Regions from separate parts of the Capra hircus genome. Here region 1 is linked to region 2. A link is a contact called in public Hi-C data. All regions are on one chromosome and are shown on one strand. Each heading gives the region's core, a stretch centred on a gene start, on an enhancer-like site or on the middle of the called end of the contact. The rest is flanking DNA. Distances are from core to core; before and after follow the strand shown. Region 1 overlaps RAPGEF2 (rap guanine nucleotide exchange factor 2). Region 2 holds the start of PPID (peptidyl-prolyl cis-trans isomerase D).

Region 1 (5,344 bases), core at 2,508-5,007, 450 kb after region 2:
ACAGGGCATTGCTGTATATTTTACTTATTGGAGTGTAATAAATTTGAATAACTCAATAAAAATATGCTTTTGGAATGAACTGCTTTTTTTTTTAGTAGTAAAAGGACTCGAAGCTAAATATAGAGTGTAATCACATTTTCCTGTGCGTGGTGGGTACTTGATGGCAGGTTGTGAAGAGTGAGGTTACAGATACTTAGGGTTTACGGTGTCGTTAGCTCACATCGTACGTGTGTGACGGTTCTGGGCCCCCAGGAGCATGTGTGTGATGTGATTCAGATAAACTTGATTATTACTATTTTTTAAAAGTGATTTAGTTTTGGCTGAGCTGGATCCTCATTGCTGAACGTGGGCTTTCTCTAGTTGGAGAGAGTGGGGACTACTCTCTAGTTACCTGTGGGATCTTCTTGGACCAGGAATAGAACCCCCACCACTGGACCATCAGGGAAGTCCTCAGATAAACCTTCTGATGAACAGCTGGCAGTGATGGTGGGTTGGCAGGGAGCATTTGTTGAAGTTGAGAGTTAGAAAGCTCGTTTTCTGATGCTTGTGACTTTTAAGTGAATTTCTGTCTCACGTTGTAGTTGTCTGTGAGAGAGTTTTATCTGCTTTTATAGACAGAGTGACTTTTTTCCCCCCCTTATTTCTAATTGTTTGTTGGAGAAGAAGAGAGTGGCAAAGGATGAGATGGATGGCATTACCAACTCATTGGACATAAATGTGAGCAAACTCTGGGAGATAGTGGAGGACAGAGGAGCCTGGTGTGCTTACAGTCTGCGGAGTCATAAGGAGTCTGACACAACTTAGCGACTTAACGACAGCGATTCTTTGTTGATTATCCTTTTTTTTTTTTCCTTAAGTTTTTATTGGAGTACAGTTGATTTACGGTGTTGTGTGAGTTTCAGGTATACGGCACAGTGCTTCATTTTTACATGTACATGTACCGTTCTTTTTCCTGTTCTTTCCTGTGATGGTTTATCACAGGATGCTGAGTAGAGTTCCCTGTGCTGTGCACGAGGTCCTCAGCAGTCATCTGTTCTGTATGGACAAGTGTGTCTTTGAGGACCAGGGTTGTATGGTACCATCTTCGCATCTCCAGGTCGGCACCCAGTCAGGGTTGTGCAGAGCGGGTCTTCCATGCCTTGGCTTGCCTGTGAGCCGGGGAGGGGAAACATCTAAACAAACCAGATTTTAGGATCGTCTCTCCCCCTAGTCTCTGTTGAAACCTGGAACTAAATAGAAGTCATCATTGGTGTTAGGAAAAATACAAATTGTGTTTAGGATTCTTTATTTTCAAGTCCAGTCATTCGCTGCTTCTTAAGCTCTGTATCATTGAACTTGCAGCATTGTGTTTTACTCTGAAATGAGAAATTCCCGGAGGAAACAGAAAGGAAAAACTCCAGAGCTGTTCCAACCATGTCCTTCAGAGGTCTCTGCAGCTTGCCTCCTCCACTCTGTGGCACCGGACTGTCTTAAGATTTCCATCATTGCCCTTCAAAATGGAGTAATAAAAATCGTAGCCAGTGCTCAGAAAGGTGCCTGTTCTATGCAGGGTGCTGCCCTCAGCACCTTGCAGAAATCTTCATTCAGATACTGTAACCATCTCCACCTTGCAGGTGAGCAAACAGCCAGGGAGGCTGAGTGGCTGCTGAGGGTGCAGAGCCAGGCCAGGGCTGGGCAGCGGGCTCAGACCAGTCACTCAGCCAAGCCAGGGGAGAGGTGCCCGCAGGCTCACCACAACCTTTGCCCTGCCCAGAGCATCTTGCCATGTTTTCTGCAAATTTTCCATTCTGTTTGAAGGCCCAGTATTCCACCAGAAGATTATAATGTTAAGAGATTTCTTTAATAAAAATGTATTAGAGAGAGGGTCTCTTTGGGGGAGGGTCAAAATGCCTAGAGTGCTTTTTCTCTGGAAAGTCTTGAGAATGAGAGCTGGAAGAAATGAATAATTTGGGGACTTTGTAGTCACTTCTGATCCCCATATTTAGCAGGCTTTTAGGTGGGTGCCCCAGGTTCTTGGATTTCATGAGTCAGACCCTTGATCTTCCTGACCACCACTCAGAAATTGACGTGCCAACATAATGTGGGCAATTATAGAAAATTTCTTCTACTGGTGATACTAGACAAAGCAATGAGTTATATCATCTCGTATCAATATGATTTCAAAGGATGACATTATAAAAGCAAAAAAAAAAAAAAAAGGTATGATCTTCCCAAAAAGTCAAGCTCTTTATTTTTTTGAAATTATATTGTATTCATTTACTTGGCTGTGTTGGTCGGGTCTTAGTTGGGGCACACAGGACCCCCGTGGCATCACGCAGGCCCTTTTCCTTGTGGCACACGGATTCTGGTTTTGGCATGTGGGCTTAGTTGCTCCACGGCATGTGGGATCTTAGTTCCCCGGCCAGGGATCAAATCTGCATCCCCTGAGTTGCAGGGTGAGTTTTTAACCACTAGACCACTGAGCTCTGTAAGCTAAGTTCCTTCGGTTCATCAAGAATCTCACGCAGCATCTTTGTTCTTTTGCTTTGCCAAATGCTGGTGAAAACTTTGCTGTGGACCTATGTTTGGAACCCCTTCACTGGGCCTCTTTGCAATTTGTCCTTTACCTGGAAAAGGAAGTTTCACAGCCTCCATTTCCTTCTTTCTACGGGGATGTTCTAGTTCTGGGATGAAGTAGCTGGTCAGCAAACCCATCTCCCCTTTGTTGCTTTGATCTCAGCGCCAGGCATTCTGGGTTATGAACGTAGTTTAGGAAATGTGGGGGTGAGGGCCCCTTTTGCCTTCCTTCTCATTCCCCTTCTGGCTGTGATGGCTCCTAAGTGGTAACTGAATTCACCAAGGGCTCTTTGCCTCCTTCTGGTTTCTGGAGCGTCTTGATAATGATGCCCAAAGGGTTCCGTGTGTGTGTGTGTGTGTGTGTGTGTGTGTGTGTGTGTGTGTGTGTGTGTGTGTGTGTGTGTGTGTGTGTGTGTGTGTGTGTGTGTGTTTAAGAGCGAGCAAGCATGCATTGCTGTTGTGATGGCCAAAGGTCTCTTGATTTATGCTACTTAATTTTGAATGTGATGGAGCCCATCATACAGATCAAGTGGACACATCCGCAGATTTAAGCTGTCAGGGGTGGGTGGTACCCCCTGTACAGGTGTGGGAGGTAGGACAGATGTAAGATAAAGATGTTAGACGTTAGTGTCCAAGGAGAGTTTGAAACATCATCGAGAGGCAGGATGCTTCAGAAATTACGACTGTGGTTCTTTCTAAAGGAGCACTCCATTATCAGTGTTTTATATGTATGTTTACTAGTCCTTATGTCTTCTCTGCAGTCTAGTAATACACTTCCTTTTTTGTAACTGTGCCCCCCCTTGCCCCCTGCCCCTAGTGTTCATCTGATGGGATGGTTAAACTTACCCTCGCCCAGCCACTTCATCTCATATGGACAGATCTGAAAGAGATCAGTTTTGAACGGCACCTAACATGCCTCGAGCATTTAGTTCATTTCTGATGAACAGAGTTGGAAAGCTTTAACCGTGTCCGCAGAATGTTTTTATGTGCTTGTCCTGTCCTCTTGAGAAACAGAGAAGTTTGAGAATAAGTAATACTCTTGGTGGTTGACTCCTCGGTAAAACATTCAAGATGGGAAAAACAGATGTCCAATTATTTTTGTCTTTTGTCCTAGAAAAATGGCAGCAATGAGGTTTTCTATATTTAAAACCTGCTTTCATTCGGAAGCGCTTCCTTTCTGCGGAGAGCCTGTGTGTCCTCGGTGACCTGTTCCGCTTGGCTTTTGTTTTCCCAGGACTGTGTGAACCCGCCGCAGTGGGGATGCTGACATTGGCCTGGTCGTCTGCAGTTAGGTTGTCTTTGGACCTGGAGGTGTCCTGAGGGTGGTTCTGCAGCTCTGGCCCCTGTTGCCAGGTTTTCAGTGGGCTGTGCCCCCCCCCCCCCCCCAACACCAGCTCGCCCCACCCAACACCAGCTCGGCTTCTGCAGGGCTTAATCAGAGCCAGACCATCCCTGGGAAAGAGTGCCATCCCGGGCCCAAGGTTTTAACTGTGTCCTTAGAGGAGAACTGGGCACAGGGGGCATGTGTAGCTCCTTTTTTTAAAAAAAAGAAATGGAAGATGGTCCAGGAATCATTTTCTATGAGTTGGGGGCATTGTGTGCATGTGTGTGTACAGCTGCTTTACCTTTTCAGTTGTACTTAATCAGAATTTTAAATGGTAACTTAAAATGTGCTCATTCACTACCTGCTCACCTATTCACAGAGAACAAAAGCCAGGCTGGCATTCAGTTCATGGCAAATCATTTTCTAGTGTGTTAATCTCTATACATGGGCAGTTAACATTTGACTACGTATTTGGCAGTCTGAGAGATTAAAATGAGAGAGTTACTTCAAAAGATCTGTTTTGATGTTTGTTCTCGCTGCCTGAGAGATGTGAATTCTGGGGAGCTGTCGGCTTGGTCGTGGGCATTGTTCTGAAGGGGAGATATCAACTCTGAAGCTCATAGTGACTCTGTGATTTAGCCACTTGATATTTTTCTTATCTGTCCCCAGGATGAGTTTTTAGTTACAATTGTTGATTTTTCTAATGAGGAATTTTGGGCTTTCCTGGTGGCTCAGATGGTAAAGAATCCACCTGCAATTCAGGAGACCTGGGTTTGATCCCTGGGTTTGGAAGATTCCCTGGAGAAGGGAATGGCAACCCACTCTGGTATTCTTGCCTGGAGAATCCCATGACCAGAGGAGCCTGGTGAGCTACAGTCTGTATGATCACAAAGAATTGGACACGACTGACTGACTGACACACACACACACACACACACACACAGTGAGAAATTTTAATCCTCAGAAACAATACTTGCTTCCATGGCTGTTTTCCCCTGGGACAGGGCAATGGACGCAGCGTGTGATGGATGTCTAACTTGCTAAACGTAACACTTCTCCTTTAGGAGCATAAAACCTACCGTGGGGTGGCGGTTGCTGCTGAATCATTTAACTCTTACGTTTTCTTCAATAAGAGATAAACTTTGAGGATGATGTGGTACTTCCACTGCTTCTTAGAATTTAGGAAGTACTTTTCTGCCTTCTTCAGCTCATCTCCCCTGGAATGTGACACTTCAGGCTCCCTGCCACCTGGAAGCGCAGGAGGCATGGGGCAAGGGTGTGCTCTGCCTAACTCTGAGGTCTCTTGTAATTTTCATGGTTAATTCATAAGGTAATTGCCTTAGAATTACTTCTGTCTGAAGTTTAGGAACTATTCAAAAACTGTTTTTTTTTTAAAGCTCTAAGGAACCTTAAGGTAGTTTTGGACAAACATAATAACTTAAATCAGTATCTTTTACTTCTAGA
Region 2 (5,748 bases), core at 196-2,695:
AACCTGCCTAGTGCTGCCTCTGCAGCAAAACCTGAAAAAGTTGCCATTCTAGACAATTCCTAATGCAGGCAATAAACCCAGCACTAAATTTCAAAACAAAATGAACACACACCTAAGTCTCCCTGCGTGTGTTTGCCTGCCTTCTCAGTAAACAAAGACTGTTGCAGCCATTAAGCCATCACATTATGCTGACCTGACGCAGCCGAAGAGCCCGGAGGGAACTCAGTATGGAGACAAACAGGCTGCCCATTTCCAAGTCCACCTAGCAGTCAGTTGCTGCAGCCACCCTGAACAGTGTACCCTGAGGAGACTAAGGATGGGAAAACACAGGATACTGGCCCCAGACAGCTGAGATGCACATCAAATGAATGATTGCAGTGAGCCCAGATTCTTACATCTTCCCATACAGAGAAAAGCCCTACACTCCTTAACTAGAGACACCTGGTTTTCTTTAATAAACAGTAATCTTTTTTCGATGTTCCGACCACGAGGTCTTTGTTGCAAAAACTCCTATATACCTTGACTCCTTCCTCATCTCTTTGAACAGAGCTGAGATACTCTGTCCCAGGCTTAAGGGACAGAGTTTTTTCCTTTAAAGCAGTTGTAACGTGTTCCAGAACAGGAGCAATTAAGCTACAAAGCAATGTGAGAATTCACAAGACCTGAGGCGCCTGCAAGCTGCTACTGTAGCCTAGGCAACCACACCGCCACACAGATCTCATTTTCCCCACGCCAAAACGGAGAAAATGTCCACCAATCTGAATGCATCAGTAGTAAAGAAGAATCAGTAGTAAAAAAGAAAAAAGGAAAACACGCAAAAGTCGGTTTAATTTATAGATAACATGGCAACTGCTGACATACATCACGTGGCGAAAGACACAGGGTGACGGGAGCCCACCAGACGCTTAACCTGGGGTTTTCAAAGCAGGTTTTCGCCCTACAAACAAAATCATCTCGTTTTGTGCTAACTTCACGGTGCTAGGTGGCGGGCAGGTGCGGCCAAGTCGGGACAGATAAACCCAAAAGCTTCCAGCATTCCTCGAACAGAAATTTCCAGAAACTTCTCCACGCCCCACGGCACCGGTACAAGGTCGCGGGCGCAACCCAGCCCAGAGGCCTGGACCAGTGCAGGTCCCAGTGTGGGCAGCCGGCCCCACCTCAGACCAGCCCCCTGCCCGAGCAGCGCTCCAGCCTCAGGGGCCCCCGACCCCGGGCGCCCCGCCTCCTCACCTCGCTCCCCTCCGATGTCCACGTCGAAGAAGACTCGAGGGTTACTGGGGTTGGAAGGCTTAGCCTGGGGGGATGGATACGACATTGTGGCTTTAGGGCGCGTGTACGACCACCTCTTAACACCGCGTGGTCTCCGTGAAGCTGGAACCCTAAAGTCACAAGGCCCGCGAAGAACGGCGGCGCTGGTGAGCTGCTTCCGGCTGGGGTACGGAGGACACGGCTGATCTTCCGGCGCCGCCTCTCAACTTCCTGCGGCGCGGCCCGACTTCCGGCTTCGCTGGCCTTGGAGTCCGCTGGTGCCTGAGCTCTAGTGGTCGGCTCTGCGCTTTCTCAGCCGGGTTTCTCCTCTTTTCTGGTGCACTGAAGCTGTAGGCCCAGTTGTTTTTATTCCTCTCGCTAGTGTTTTGGGAGAGCGTTGTCAGGCTGTCACCCCGTTCCACCTCGGGGCTTAGCTGTCAGGCTAGGGGCCGGCTGTCGAAAAATGCGTGTGTCTGGGAAACGGGGCTGGAAACGCTCACGTTGGGGGTCGTCAGAGGGTGGAGACGATGGCCCTCAGCACCCGCCTGGCGGCGCAGCAAGCCGCGGCGAGTCGCTGATCCCTGTGCGGTGGCGGCCGTGTTGTAAATCGATTCTCTTACTTGGCCATGTGAGCGGTGGCAGGAGGCCAGGCCGAAGATTCCTGGTTCAGCTGCCTTGTAGGGTGCCCGCTTTCCCTGAGGAGCTGTATTCAAGTTTCTGATTTCGCTGCATGACCGCACACTTCAGTTCAGTTCAGTTCAGTCGCTCAGTCGTGTCCGACTCTGCGACCCCATGAATCGCAGCACGCCAGGCCTTCCTGTCCATCACCAACTCCAGCACACTTACTTCTTGATAAAGCTTAATTCTGGAGAAGAGTGAACTCCCGCACACTTACTTCTTGATAAAGCTCAATTCTGGAGAAGAGTGGTGCTATGGTCCTTACCACTTCATAATATTCTAATTGTTTATTGACCTATTCGTCTATCTTCTGCCGTTAAACTCCACGAAGACAGGAATTTGGTGTTCTTTTTTCTAACCTCAACACTTCTCACAGTGTCAGGCCCTGAGAATGTTTATATGAAAATGTCAAGAAATTTCATTTTCATATGCCTTTATGTACAATGCGAGAAGAGTTCCTGTATCAGCTCCTCGTGCTGATCCTTTCAAACTCCGGCACATTAAAGTTAATGTAAAATGTTACTCTTTTATGCATTGGTGGCCTTCAGTTTCATGGTGTTTATCCGTTGTGGTTCCCCGAAGATCCAGAAGAAATTACTTAGCACATAACCTCTAAGGCCGCTTGATAAGAGTCAAAATAAATTATTCCTTAAACCAGTCTCATTTCAGAACTACAAATTGGTAGCTTAGACTTTTTCTCAAAAATATCAAATGATTAAGTAAAAATTTTTGTTCTGATCTACGAGCTTAAAATCAGCTTTTAGTTTATTCCAAAAGTAGTCTTTTAAGCACTATAATCTTCTGTTATTATGGTTGATTATCATTAACTAGGCAGCATAGCTAAGCACTTCTACTTGGCTATCAGACTTTGGGGTTGAATCTCTAATAGCAGTTTGTGATTTTTGAAGTTACTTAGCTTCTCTGTGTCTTAGTTTCCTTATATGTAAGTTAAGATAATACGTATTTTTTAAGTTTTTATGAGGAGTAAATAAGTTATTTAAGGTGTTTTAGTTTCAGACACATAGTAAGTACTCAAGTGTAAGCAATGATTAACCGTAAATAGCTAATACTTTATTATAATTGGGCTTCCCTGATGGCTCCCACAGTAAAGCAGCTGCCTGCAATGCAGGAGACCCGGGTTCAATTCCTGTGTCGGGAAGATCCCCTGGAGAAGGAAATGGCAATCCACTCCAGCACTCTTGCCTGGAAAATCCCATGGACGGAGGAGCCTGATAGGCTACAGTCCATGGGGTCGCAGAGTCAGACACGACTGAGCAACTTCACTTTCACATTATTATAATTACTAATATCAACGTTAATATTACTAAATACTATATTAGAGCAATTACTAATATCTTACTAATATCAATTTTGAATAATACTTCAAAATGAAAGATGCAAATTGCTTTGAGGATGCCTCTGCATTGTCGGAAAATGCAACATGATTCTTTCTGTTATACAGGTTTCTGGGTGTAAAAGACGAATCCAAATGTTACTCTCACTCTGTCTAGATTTTTCACAGTAAAGTCACAACTTTTTATAAACTGCCATATTCCTAGAACCAACTCTATTAACAGAATCTACCTTTGAAAATCTTTCCAGAACTGATAAATCTTTACCCTAGCAGACAACCTGTCTCATTGTCAGTCTCCTTAAGACAGGACTCTGAGTTCTGAAGTCTTGCCCAATGTGTAGGAAGGAACAGAGCCAAGACTATGAATTATTTCTCTCTCTATATATATATATATGAAGTGAAAAGTCGCTCAGTCATGTCCATTTCTTTGCGACCCCGTGGACTGTAGCCCACCAGACTCCTCTGTCCATGGGATTCTCTAGGCAAGAATACTGGAGTGGGTTGCCATTTCCTTCTCCAGGGGAACTTCCCAACCCAGGGATCGAACCTGGGTCTCCCATATTGCGGACAGACGCTTTAACCTCAGAACTACCAGGGAAGCCCTGATATATATTATATATAATAATATATCATATAATATAATATATATTAATATAATAGTATATTTTAATATATTATCATTGTATTAATATATTTTATAACTTTCTTATATAATGTAATATAATTATATTGATATTGATTATTAATAATATATTAATATACTATTATAATATATTGTGTATATAATTTTTATAACTTTCTTTTTATATTGGAGTATAGCCGATTAGCAATGTTGCGATAGTTTCAGGTGGACAGCCAAAGGACTCAGTTGACTATGCGCTATTTCTTAAGGCTAAGGACACAGTTTCATTCGGAGAGAGGGAGGGATATTATTCCTAAGAGCCCTATTACTGTTTCTGTCTGTTCCTAGTGTGGTAGGATAATATTAACAGATTGCCTCCCCTAACCAGTATTATCTTCTTTCAGTGTTTTTGTGCATGACTCCACCCCAAACAAGCAGCTAGGCATCCTGTGCTTATTTATTGCTTTAAGGGAAAGATGCAGAGAAAGAAAAGAAAACAGAGGAAGGAATAAAAGGAGTCCGTCCTGGCTTTCATACTGCAAAAAGCTTGGCTTACAGGAACTAAAAAAAAACTGGCGGAGCAAGAGAAGTGGATAAAACATGTTCTGTACGAGCTTGGCTTTCCACTCACAGAAGAAACTGAAACAAACAAACTCCCCCCTTGTGCTGGAGAAAGAGGAGGTTGTGGATGGTAGAAAGTGGGGAGAAAGAGGAAAGGTAGAAATGGACCGGTGTAAATGGTCCTTAACTTGGAGAGTGAGCAAAACAACATCCCTGTATTTGTCAGTGTGCCCTGGAAGTTGCTGTTGTTCAGTCTCCCAGTCCTGTCCAGCTCTTCACGACCCCATGGACTGCAGCACACCTGGCCTCCCTGTCCCTCACCATCTCCCGGAGTTTGCCCAAGTTGATGTCCATTCCATCGATTATGCCATCCAGCCATCTCATCCTCTGATGCCCTTTTCTCCTCCTGGAAGAGGAGACACCTTCTTTCTTAGATGGGAGCTTGCAGAAAGGAACTCTGAGCTCAGGAGAGGCTGGGAGAACCAATGACTGGGTTAGGATGCTGAGTTTCTCACTGTATGCCCATGTAGACAGATGGCATTGGGAACCAGAGGTCCCAACCGAAACTTGCCGCCACACTAGACATTCTCAAATTTAGATCCAACCCTGGTGGTGGGGGAAGGTGGGAATACCAGAAATTGGCAAAGATTATGGTATCACCAACCCTTTGGAATAGACAATTCAAAATTGAACTTAAAGATGAGTTATCAAAAAATAAATTTGTGTTTATACGTTTGCATGGTTATAGGCTGTGACAAGGACACGGACAACTTCGGAGTAACACCCAAGCACGTTGTCAAAGACAGGAAATCAGGAAGGACACCAGGGTTTGGGGAGAAAGCTTCAGGATCTTAGATGTTTAAAGTCAGGCTCTGACAGCAAAATCAGAACTGGTCAACATGCAACTCTTTAAGGAGACAGCACAATTCTGCTCCTAGAGGGGAGGGCTGGTATTAATAAGGTGGTAATGTGTGGGAGAGAGTACTGAGTTAGGGCCCCTGCTCTGAACCACATAGAGAAATGGCCGATTCCAATACAAGAACAATCAAGAACGGAAAAGCAATATACAGGCTCTGCCTACTATATGTATGACTCTATAAGAATAACTTGGTTTTCTGACCTGGAACATGGAACCAATGGAAGACAGCAGAGGCCACCAGGGGACAGCAGAGTCTACCATGAGCAGAAATCATCCCACAGACAGAAATGGTGCCTGGGACTCCGGGCCTGAGGACTCCCAGTGTGACATTCTTCTTCTAGGTGCTGGAGGCGACACAACAAAAAC

The links. Hi-C and Micro-C count contacts between places; a contact is called where the count stands out from the background.
Region 1: a contact with region 2 is called in a Hi-C map of blood, with 4 times the contacts expected there. The contact joins the enhancer-like site here to the promoter of PPID in region 2. A contact is called at or near these places in 3 of 5 Hi-C or Micro-C datasets (blood and liver).

What each region holds. Positions count from the first base shown.
Region 1 is chr17:31,236,919-31,242,262 of ARS1.2, forward strand. All of the region lies in intron 1 of RAPGEF2 (rap guanine nucleotide exchange factor 2), which reads left to right. Among named protein-coding and RNA genes, the nearest start is that of RAPGEF2, 70 kb to the left of the region's middle. Within about 2 kb of position 3,758, at least 2 of the 5 cell types and tissues checked have an H3K27ac peak or open chromatin away from gene starts, as enhancers often do.
Region 2 is chr17:30,791,901-30,797,648 of ARS1.2, forward strand. PPID (peptidyl-prolyl cis-trans isomerase D) reads right to left here and starts at 1,446. Exons shown (of 10, transcript XM_018061485.1): 1 at 1,231-1,446. The coding sequence starts at 1,315.